Regions from separate parts of the Sus scrofa genome. Here region 1 is linked to region 2. The links are chromatin contacts, called in public promoter capture Hi-C maps. All regions are on one chromosome and are shown on one strand. Each heading gives the region's core, a stretch centred on a gene start, on an enhancer-like site or on the middle of the called end of the contact. The rest is flanking DNA. Distances are from core to core; before and after follow the strand shown.

Region 1 (5,441 bases), core at 942-3,441, 260 kb after region 2:
GATAGAGAATATTACTGGGGGAGAAGGAGGAACAGAGGTGGGAAGGATGACAATCCTTCAGTTGCACCCAAATGTAGGGGTTGCCAGGGAAAGAAATGTAGAAGAGTGCATTCCAGAGGGAGAGGGCCCATAACAAGACACAAAGGGTAAGAAAGTATCTGTTTAGAAACCAACTAAATAGTGACAGCACTGAGCTCACCTGTGAAGGGTGAGGTATCAGCATGTATTCAGCAGTTAGTGTAACAGAGCAGGACCCCATGGAGCCTTCCCAGTCACACACACCCCTACCCTCCCTGTGCTCCATCTGCCTTTTGTCTGTAGAAAAATATTAGTCAAAGAATAAATTTAATGAGAAAAGTGAGAAAATGCACACAGAAAGGAAAACAGTAAGCAAGATAAAATAACAATAGTTTAGCCATTCAACAAAGTCAAGGACCTTCAGGCTATCAAGGGCTATAGATAATATTCTGAGCCATGTCCTTAGAGCTATTTTGCAGATGTTGAAACCACGACAGGTGGAAGAAGTTAATTCAATGCTACCCATAAGCACACAGATCCCAAACCAGTTGGAAGGCTAATGATGCTGATGTTTCATTACCACACAACCAACCAATTAGAAGAACATTTACCAGCTGATCACATCTCACCCCCTTACCTCACCTTGTGTTTAAAACCATTCCCCTGAAACTTCAGGGGAGCTCCGGTCTCTTAAGCACTAGGTACTTGGATTCCTTGCTTGGCCCTGCAATAAACGCTACACTTTCCTTCACACAACCCCGTGTCAGCAGATTGGCTTTACTGTGCTCAGGGCAGGGGACCCAAGTTTGGTTCGGTAACAGAAGATGCAACAGTTAGCAGGTTACAAAGTTAATCTTCACAAATGCCCTGGGAAATAAATATCTGAACCCCCATTTGACACATAAACAACCCAGGTTTAGCAGGGTTAACCAGTTGGCCCGCGATGCACGGATGCTAAGTGGTGGACAAAGACACGGACCTCAAGTCTGACTCCAGAGCTCTTGCTCCGGGAAAGGATAACTGCAGGGCTGGGTGAAGGCTCTGAGTGCAAACAGAAGATGTGGTCATTACTTAGGAAGCCAAGTGGAACCACTGAAGGTTCAGACTTGGTGGGTCATGCCTGCGTTTTCAAAGTGGTCCTGGAAAGTGTACGGGGCCGGAAGTGCCAACACCCGAAAGAGGCAAGGTGCGCCCCAAGTGCATAGGCCGGCCAGATGGGGGGGGGGGGCTTGGGCTGGACAGCAGCCCCAGGGGCAGCGCGGTCAAGGTCTGCGACGAGACGCCGCTGCCACCAGCGGTTGGGGGCGGGGGGAACCCACGGTCCTTCAGTGACGAGGGAGGGGCTCCCGGGGACGCCAGCCGCACCCCTGCACTCCAGTCCAGGAGGTCACTCCGGCCCACCAAACCGACGCGCTGCCTAAAACCTCGGGACCTGAGAGGCTGTACGCGCAGAACTGGAGGCCAGGCCAAGAAGGGAGCTCCCAGAGGAGCGCCCACGCTGCTGACCCGGGCGAGCCCTCCACAGCACCCTCCACAGCCCCCCAGGCTCCCATCGTCTCCTCACCCGGACTGAGGTCCAGCGTGTTCCAGGGCTGTAGGCTGCTCTCCAGGCCCTGCCGCGCCGCCATGACTGCCGCTCGCCTGAACTTTCAAAGCTCTCTCTGGCGCGCGCGCCCAGATATCCCCGGCGGGCTAAGGAGAACAGAACTCTTATGCACCAATCACGGCGCCCGGTCGGCTCTGTCCGTCAGCCAATCAGCAGGGTCTTCTGCTGCATGCGCAAAGCGAGAGCAGGACCAGGACGGCTGACCCAGCCGAGTCTTGAGGGTGGTGTCGAAAAGCGAGCTAAATCTAACGCTCTCCTTCTCGCTCGCTTTCCCCAAATAGGGAACACCCAGAAGCGAATCTAAGGCAGGGTACTTCCTGTTGTAATTGTCACGCTTGCTCTGACAAGCGGCATTTCGCGTGCGTGTCAAAAGGCCGCGTTTACCTGTCAGACCGCAGTCGAACATCTACACATTCGAGTATGGGTCGCGGCCTACCGTTTACCTAACTAAATAAAAGAAAAGCAGAAAAAATCATTCAGAAAGGACCTCTTTACTTTTGAATTTTACGGGACGTCTGGCCGGAGCTCTGGAAGGAAGCCGGGGTCGCCATGTCAACTACGGGAAAGCCGGGAGAGGGGGTGCGCATGCGCAGTGCGCGCTCCGCTGGAGGCGCGCCGGCCTGACCGGGGAGGCGGAGGCGTGCGCATGCGCGCGGTGAGTCCGGCGCCTCCCGCTGAGAGGCTGTAGCAGCGGGCGCTGCTCCTGGGCCCGACTGCTGGCTGGCTGGTCGGCCCCTCTCGCACCGGCGGGCGGGTGCCTCGCGCCCGCTTTGCGCTGTCCCCGGAACCGCGCCGGCCCGGCAAGTGCGGGCGTCGGCGCCAAGTCCAGCCCTTCGGCCTTCCCAGGCCCGGCCGGCCCGGCGGGGACATGAGCTTCTTCGGTTTCGGGCAGAGCGTGGAGGTGGACATCCTGCTGAACGATGCGGACAGCAGGAAGCGGGCCGAGCACAAGACGGAGGATGGGAAGAAGGACAAGTACTTCCTCTTCTACGATGGGGAGACGGTGTCCGGGAAGGTGAGCCTGGCGCTCAAAAACCCCAACAAGCGGCTGGAGCACCAGGGTATCAAGGTCGAGTTCATTGGGCAGATCGGTGAGTGCGGGGTCCGCCCCGCCCCGAGTCCTTCTCCCCCAGACCTGCCCCTCAACCCAGATCCCACCCCGACCCTGACCCTGAGCCCTGACCCTCGACCCCCTAACCCCTCCTTTGACCCCCCCACTCGACCCCCGTGCCCCACTCCTCTATAAACCCTGGCCTCTGACGCGATCCCCCGCTTCTTAACCCTTCCCCTTAACCCCTGCCCCCATTACTTCAACTCCCTATTTCTCCAATCCCCCGCCCTCCCGCGATCCTGGTTGCCCACCAGAGAGGTCTCAGCCGCTGTTCCTACTGGGCCTTCAGTGCTGCTGGGCCCGCCCGCAGGTCGTGGCCACTTCACCGAGTCCTGAGGCCGACCACCCTTTTCTAGTACCTGTGTCCCACACTGAGCTCCTCGTTGGCCTTCTGTCCACCCATCCCGTTTTCCTAAGACCTCTTGATTAGAACAGTCTTCAGCAGACTCCTCTTCTTAAACACAAAGAAATGATGCTCTTAAGACCTAAATTAAGGGGTCAGAATTTTTCAAGGCTCTGTCTTCGAACATAATTATTAGCAATTACAACTAGACAATAAAAGGCAGTAGGAATACCTAGTATTCTGGGCCAAATCGACCCACACCTTTGGGCCTCAGCTTTCTCACCTGTAAGGCAAGGATACTACAGAATCACGTGTCTAGGGACCAGGCTTTGTGCACAGTGTGGAATGTTTGTGTCCTGTACTTAAGGGGCTCTACCAGGTGACCTGAGAGCATTGGAGCGAAGCTGTGAGTAACTTCCCCAAGGTTGTGGTTGTGTGGTTTTTCTCCTTCGTTGCTTTCCTGACTCTGCATGAAGTGGGTGGCACTTCGGTGAGATTCTGAGGTCTGGCTGGGCTGGTGATATACAGGGTGGTCCCACTACTCTATGAGGGTAACAGTGTTGACATCATTGTGTTCCAGACACCTTCCTTCTTGTTTCACTCAAAATTTACCTTCTTGTAAACCATAGTCTCTTCATTTTGGTTCTTTCTTTTTTCCTTTTTCCCTTTTCTTTCTCTGCTTCCTGGGAAGAGTTCCGCAGCTTGAGAATAAAGTGATTTATGTAATTAACCTTCTTATGATGGATTTCCTTTTCCTCCTGATGAAAATGCATGTGTCCTACCTGTGCGTTTCTTAGAAAAGCCTGCTGTATGATTGAGGGTCAAGCAGAGGGTTACTTAAATTACACAGGCTCCATTTATAACCTTTTTGAGGGTCTTGTGAGGACTGGAGGTCGTCGACATCCATGAAGTGCACAGCTGGCACGCTTCGCAAGTACTCGTGAAAGGGAGTTAGGATGATCACTGTCATTTTCCCTTGCCCTGTTTAGCTGGACCCATCAAGAAGTTTCCAGGGGCTGGCCCTTTAAAACGCCAGCCTGATTACGCTGTCAACTGTCCACAGGAATGTTCACACCGGGCCAGCCCCCCCCACCCCCACCTCCATCTCTCTTCCCCATGTTTTTTCCCAGAAGACGTGCTCCCCCAAGTGGAAACCTCTGGAAGGGTCTCCACAGAGTCCTTGCAAGGACAGCTGTGTGGTGATCCAGTGCATGGGTCCTCTGCATATCCCAATTTTCACAGGAGCTCAGACCTTGTTCAGAAAAACTCCTCTCTCATCTCAGTTTTGGGAGTAGGCAGGAAAGGGGTCCCATTTGTCTCCTGGCCCTTCTCACACAATAACTTGCTCTGGCCACCTTATCTCTTCTTTTCACTTCAATGTCTTCTTAAAGTGTTTTTTTTTTTTTTTTTTAATTTTTTTTTTAATTTTTTTTTAAATTTTTTTCTTTTTGACTGCCCTGTGGCATATGGACAGGGATCAGATCTGAACCACAGTTGCAACCTGCACCACAGCTGTGGCAATGCCAGACTGTGCTGGGCCTGGGATCAATCCTGCATCCTGGTGCTACAAAGACACTGCGTGTCCTGTTCCGCCACAGCAAGAACTTCTTCGGTGTCTTAGACTCTGACAACTCCTCTGAGTTCCACACCTGCTTTCCAACTGCCTGCTAGACCCTCCCCGATACCTCGCAGGTCCCTCAAAGACCATCCAAACCAAAAACCCCTTTCTCTTCCTGCTCTAGCCCCAGCCCTGCTGCTTCTCCCATGTTCCCCATTTTGGCATGCCACCTGAGTCCATCCAGCCTCAGAAACCCGGAGTCATCTAGACCCTTCACCCTCCTCCAAGGCAGCAACCTGGCTCAGTGTTGGTCCTCTACAACAGCTCTCTGGGGCATCTGGAATCTGTGCTTCCTCTCTGTTCTCAGCCTTTGATGTTTTTGTGTGTAGCAGCCTTCGAACTGGCTTTCCTGCCTTGTTTTCCCTTTGAGCTCATCTTTTGTAAGTGAGTTTTCTAAAAGCTGCTGCCAGCCCCCTCCTTATAGTTCTTTTGGTTGACTCCCTATTGATTAAGGGGAGAAGTTATTCAGCTCTTTCCTGAGCTGCTTCTACCTTTCTTTCTCCAGCCAAGTCTCTCCCTAACCCTTCAGCCTACCATGTATACTTTCCTCTTTCCTTAAAATATCACATTCTTTCTAGAGTCTTGGCATCTTCACTTTGTGTGTGAGCATCCTTCTGCGAGGAATGGCCTTCCATCCAAGCTCTTACTTTGTTCTTCCAGCCCAGCAGGTATGACATCCATCAGAAAGCCTTCTCTGACCTTCCTAGGCTGACTGGAGTATTTTTTCTGCTGTTCTTCCTGAGGC
Region 2 (6,011 bases), core at 639-3,138:
GTTGGAAAGTCCTTCCTTCTGTCTGGCCGTTTTGTGTGCTGCTGTAATAGAAACCTATTTTCCTGGATTCTATGCTTACACTTGCAAAAAGTCCACGCACCTCCCTTTGACCTCTCAGCTTTGGAGGCTATTCCAGGGCCTCCCTTCAGTGTCTCTTTTTTATTCAAAGATCCCAGCACATCCTTCTGTGCTCTCAGCCACAGTCCCAGAGCAGGAACATACCAAAAACTGGAGGGGAGGAAGATGAGGGCATTGGAAGACTACAAGGGGATAGAGGTAGGGGGAGGATGAGGCTGGAGAGGATTCTCAAAGCAACTGGACCCACCTCACACCCACCCCCACTCCCCGAGCTCCTGCTGCCACTCTGACCTCAGTTTCCCACCTCACAAAGGGGGAGTTGTAAAACCATCCAGATCACATACCATTTAACAAAATCACTGGTCGCCTTCCTCTGCTTCTGTTCTCATACCACCCCCCCCCCCCCAATAGCAGGGAGATCTATTCCATTCCAAAAACTTTCCCAAATCACTTCCCCTCCCTCTACACAACCCCCAAACAAGGTGTGGAGAGGACCCTTCTTCGCTAGCAACCTGCGGGGCTCGGGGTCTCTCCCTGCTGCGGTCCACCCGGCGGATCTCCCCGGAAGCCATCCCTTCCGGCCTTGGGAACCTTACAGCAGCTGGGTCTTGTCTATGCGCTGAGCACTGTGAGCTCACAGTCCTGGAACCTCCAGGCTCTGCCGCTGTTTCCATACAAGGGCTGGGAGCCGGGGTGCCACATAGAGAGGAGCAGGTCGCTTTGCTGTCTCCAAAGCAAAAGCCCGCGCGCTCACGCGCGCATCACCCAACTCGCTGGCTTCCCTCTCGCCTCTTCCCCACCTCAGACCGGAAAAACGGAAAGAAAAACCTCCTTCCTCCCGAGACGCGGCAAAGGGAACCCCCTCCCCGCTGCCCTCGCCCCCGGCCAGCTGTGCCTGGCTGCGGCGCGCTCCCAGGGAACTTTTGCCCGGCCATGCTCTGGTGCGGCTGAGCGGGACGCGGGCAGGGCCAGCCGAAGGCTGAAACTCCTCGCAGCCGGCCGAGGGACCCCGCGCAGAACCAGCTTTCTCCTCTCTAGGGGCTCCGTGCGCCCCCGCCCTGAGAAGGGATCCGACCTCCAGCTACCAAGATGTGTGATCCGGAGGAACGAGAGCTGGAGCTGGGAGCCCGGACCATGAGCCGCGGGTGCCGGGCCCCGCACGGGCTAGCCTGCGGAGCCGCGGCGCTGCACGGAGCTCCAGCGTGCCGCAGCCGCCGGAGAACCTGCAAACTCCCAGGCGGCAGAGTTAGGAAAGCCGCCGCCTCCCCCTGCGCTCGAGGCGGCGGCTGCGCCCGCGAAGGACACCGGGCGCCGCACCCGCTGTGAAGCCCTGGGGCCAGAGGTGGAGAAGCGGACCGGATCCCGAGGCGTCCTCTCCCAAGCGCAGGCAGCCAGAGCTCAGGCCCTTTCCGCCTGCCGCGACTGCGGCCGCGGCCCCCGCCCTCCCCGCGGTGCCCGGAGCGCGCCCGGCGGGAAGGCGCGGGCTCGGCTGGAGGACCCGGCCAAGAGCGCCGGGAGGCGCAGGGGAGGGACGCTGCACTTCAACTCACCTTGAGCCGCAAGACCTCGGGCGCTGATCACACTTGCTATCAAAGTGGCCACATACCAAATCATAGTACTACCGCGCGCCAGCCAGGAGCCTCATCCTATCTCAAAGTGCCCCGCGCCGCCTACGCCCAGCGTCGGTGCTCCCGCGGCTCCTGCGGCTCCTGCAGCCCGGGCGGCCCGCTCCCCATCCCTCCGCGTCTCAGCTCAGCTCGGCGCACAGCCTCCCGCCCGGCGCAGCGGCACCTGCACTGGAGCCCGGGAGGAGCGCAGGCAGCGCCGCGGAGAAGCCCCGCCGCACCGCCCCGGACCCGCCCCTGTCGCCCGCCCATTGGACGCGTCCGGTGATCCCGGAGTCCTATTGGCCACAATCTCTGCCCGTCGCGGCGAGGGGGGCGAGCCCATTCAAGGTGCGTTGACGTGTGGCGAGCCCAGAGCCGCAGAATCATGCGCATTGCCGGAGAGAAGGCGCTGCCGCGTCTCCGCTCGGCTCGGCTCCCCGCTCCCGCTGCATGGCAAGTTTCTGGGGGAGGGAATGTGGCTGCAGGGCTGGCTAACGAGATCCTGGGGTCTCGGCTACCCTGCGGGTCTAAGGGGTTGGAGCTCCCGCCCACGTAGGGAACCCAGCATCCGGTTTCCTTCCAGCAAAAAGCCGTCCCGGGAGGACGGTGCTGATTCAGTGATGGGGAAACCCAGAAAAGGCAGCCTGGGGAAGCTGGAAGTGTCCTTAGCTGGAGATCTTTTACAAAGGGTCACACGTTACCTCCACTCCCCACTCCCTTCTACACGCAGCCACTCTTGCCTCCCCAAGGCACCCCTTCCCACCCAAATGTGTGGTTACATTAAGCTCCATCCAGACTGACGGCAGGGGAATGACTAAAATGACCTCTAAAAGTCGCTAAGATTTGGGGTGAGTCATTGGTTCAGCTGCGGGAGTGTCACAAGCCCCTTTGGGAACACACGTGTGCACACTGCCACCCCCGGTGTGGGTCATAGTTGCTCATCACCATTAAATTTCAACTTTGAGCAGTGAAAGTGTTTCTTCTTATTCTCCACAAAGGCTGCCTCCTCAGGCACAAGATTCCTTCCCCCAACCTCACCGGACTGGGAGCCAGGCCCCACCCTGGCAGCACAAAGCTGAGGGACTTGGGGAGCAGTGCCAGGGTCTGTGAGGGGGACCCAGGAAAGCGAAGGTGGGCTTCCTATTTCTACAGAAGATGATAAGGAGGAAGCTGAAAGTCTTCATGTTTCCCAACCTCGTCCCCTCCCCCAATACAGTTGTATCTGCAGAAGAAATAAACGAGTGTCATGGAAACATCTACTACAAACAATCACCTCACACCAGCTTCTGAGGCTGCAGTGAAGACGTATGTTCTTTCAAAGAGTGAAAGCAGTGTGGGAAGGGTGGCACAGCGCCCTACGATGTGTTGTTGGCCAAGGAGGGAAGACAGAGGGGCAGCAAAGGAGAGCTCAGAAATGTCACCCTGGCAAAAGCACTCATCGACCACAAAGCACTGGATCTTGGACATAAATCTCCAAAAAGCTTGCCTCAAAGAAAGCATGTGTGTGTGCACATACACACACACAATGCATCAAAAGTGGCCAGAACACTGGAGGAACAACAGCCTTACCTGAAACATGAACCCTCTTAGCTCACCGCCAGCCAGAAGATAGGAAGCCAGGCCTCCTCCCTTCCCAGCAGAGTGCAAGTATGCTGGTATGGTAAAGTTTTAGCATCTGGATGTAACCCAGAAAACAAAAGGCTTGAATGACCTCCTCCTCTACCCAGCCACTCCAGTCATGAAAGGTAACTCTGATGAGGCAGGATGTCTCTCCCTGAGCCATCACTTTAGGGTCTCGTTCTCTGCCAAGATACCTTCCTTAAGGATATGAAGAAGGTTGGAATCTCTAGGCCCCCAATGGCAGGCTGATTCCCAGCTGGCATGCCCAAGAACAGCATCTCCATCCTCCACACATACCTACAGGCATCCAGAGTCCTAGGCGATAAGCCTCAGTGGGATTCACTTGATTTTTCCAAAACCTCTAAGCAGCTAACTGACCTGAAGAGAAGTGCTGGATCTCCCAGGGCTGACCTAGTCCCCAGCCCTTTTTAGGTATAAACATGGCAACGGTGCTGTGCTCAGGTTCTTCTAGGGACTTTTGGGGTTAAAAAAGGGAGGGAGCCACTCTCACCATCATCTTGATTGTATTTACTTGCCCACTGACTTTGTCCTACTCAGTGTGGTGGTTTCTGCTAGGGAACTAAGATTGAAAGGGAAAAAAGTTACAGAAAGAGCTTAAGACCATGACTTTGGTTGCAAAGGGTTTCAAACAAACTATCTAAAAAGGAGATTAAATTTCTTCTGGATAAGTCTGTTCGAAATGAAGTAGGTCCAGGGAGTGAGACAGAAAGGAAAGTTGAGGTTCAAAGGGAAAAGTTAGCGTCATCACACGTCTCAGTTTGGTTTCATTTCAGCTCAAAAGAGACAACAGTATTGGGCCATGGTGAGGGATGAGGCCAATTAAATCTTTTCCTCTTGGCATATGGCTAATCTTCAGACCCAAGAAGGATGGTACACATCCAGTAACATACTCAAGGCGAGCATGGACCCCAGCTGTCTAATAGGGACATAATGGAAGGATGTAAGCCATTCCCAGGAGCAGTTCCAGGTATTACTGTTTAGCCATCTATGTCTCTAATAAAGCAGGTTGTACATCAGGTAAGGGAGTAGATGTCATTCCCTCCTGCTTTTTGGAAATACAAAATGCTAGTCTTATCAGTTCCTCCATGTAAAACCATCTACCACCTACCTACCCCTCCCTCTGGAACCCTGGAGGATGAGGGAGGGCTGGAAGAAGAGGAGACTGAGACCCTTCCTCCCTCCCCATGTCCATTGAGCAAATAGGATTCAAAAACAATAGATCACTCACTGTTGCCTCCCTGCTTCCTCGGTGGTCCCAGACCTCTTTGTAGAAAAAAGGTTAGGACAGCCATCATAACAGCTGCATGTGAGGAAGAGAGGGAGCTCCAACTCAGAGCACTTCACCCCAGGGAGATCAGCAAAGTGTGTTTTTAGTGTTTCTTTAAGCAGAGAACTCTTATCAGTTATTTTGCTGTGTGCGAGTGTGTGTGTGTGTGTGTGTGTAAATATATATATGTGTAACAAAAAACATCCCAAAATGAATATTGTGACTTCAAACAACAAGAGTCATATTTGCTCACACATCTGCAATTTGGGGAGGGCTTGGTGGTGTTGGGGAAATAAAATGACTCTGGCTCCGGTCGTCAGTGTCAGAAAGTGAGACATGTGAACAAGGGGAGATCTTGATAAGGCTCTACTTTTGCAGAAGGGCGCGGGTACTCCAAAAAGCAAAGAAGTAAAGACCTCACTATTTATCCCTAACAGTGTGATGTACCTGTCCCCTTCCCATTGGTCAGGTCATGGTGCACATTCTTCTTAGTTGGCTAATTGAAACGAACTGTTGCTGGGAGAAGAGGTAAAGAGAAGGGGGTTGCAGGAGGGTGTCTCAGCCAATGCAAAATGGAGTAACCAAGATTTCCTTTGATAGAAAGGACATATGTTACTTTCCACAGTGGGAACAGCTCTTCTCCATTTCATATGACGTCTGACCAAGTGGGGGACCGAAGTTGCGCTCTCAAGATGCTCACTCACATGGCCAGCCAGTGATGCCGGCTGTCAGCCAGGGCTGCAGGCAAAGAATTGTAATTCTTTTCCATGTGGGCTTCTCCACAGGATGCTTGGGCTTCCTTACAGCATGGTGGCTGGGTTCCAAGAGCTGGTATTCCCAGTAGAACCTCGTATAAGATGTATTTCCCTTTATGTCCTAACCCTGGAAGACACATAGCGTCACTTCCGCCAGAGTCAAAACCCTGCCCAAGTCCAAGGCAAAAATCCCTACCTCTTGGTAGGAGCAGTGACCACATCCCAAAGCTTGTGAGATGGGAGGTCATGCTGCAACCACTGGGGGGGGTGATGCAATTTGCTGTGAAAACAGTCTCCAAAATTTAGCCCAAAATGAACTTTTGAAAGGATCCCTAGAAAGAAATCGTATGCAGACAGAAAGTATCTGGATCTTAGAACTGACTCACTTGAATTCAAGCTGCCATCACAGGTCCCAGGCACACAGGGGTGTGAGTGTGACCGTAATAGAAGCCTAGCCCATTTGTGAGGCAGATCCTGTCTTGTTTTCGCTCACTATGCCAGAGACCAGTCAGCATGTTTAAAAGAACTTGGAAGGAGAGAAGAAAATAAACAAAGGAAATTGGATTTCCGAAGTATAAATATCTCATCTTAAGATCTGATGCAGGAGAAATGTGGAAAGCTTTGCAGGATTCTAAACCTTCTTATCATAAGAATTTTCCACCT

Evidence for each region. Promoter capture Hi-C pulls out the DNA fragments that hold promoters and counts their contacts.
Region 1: a promoter capture Hi-C map of fetal skeletal muscle shows a contact between it and region 2, with 5 times the contacts expected there. The contact joins the promoter of NCAPD3 here to the promoter of IGSF9B in region 2. A contact is called at or near these places in 2 of 5 promoter capture datasets (fetal liver and fetal skeletal muscle), 2 of 47 Hi-C or Micro-C datasets (fetal skeletal muscle and heart right ventricle) and 1 of 2 datasets of contacts at active chromatin or transcription factors (skeletal muscle).

The regions. Positions count from the first base shown.
Region 1 is chr9:60,783,716-60,789,156 of Sscrofa11.1, forward strand. It overlaps NCAPD3 (condensin-2 complex subunit D3), which reads right to left and starts at 2,192. Exons shown (of 34, transcript XM_021063171.1): 1 at 1,583-2,192. The coding sequence starts at 1,646. It overlaps VPS26B (vacuolar protein sorting 26 homolog B (S. pombe)), which reads left to right and starts at 2,477. Exons shown (of 6, transcript NM_001137634.1): 1 at 2,477-2,715. The coding sequence starts at 2,493.
Region 2 is chr9:60,519,575-60,525,585 of Sscrofa11.1, forward strand. It overlaps IGSF9B (protein turtle homolog B), which reads right to left and starts at 1,889. Exons shown (of 20, transcript XM_021063165.1): 1 at 1,629-1,889. The coding sequence starts at 1,692.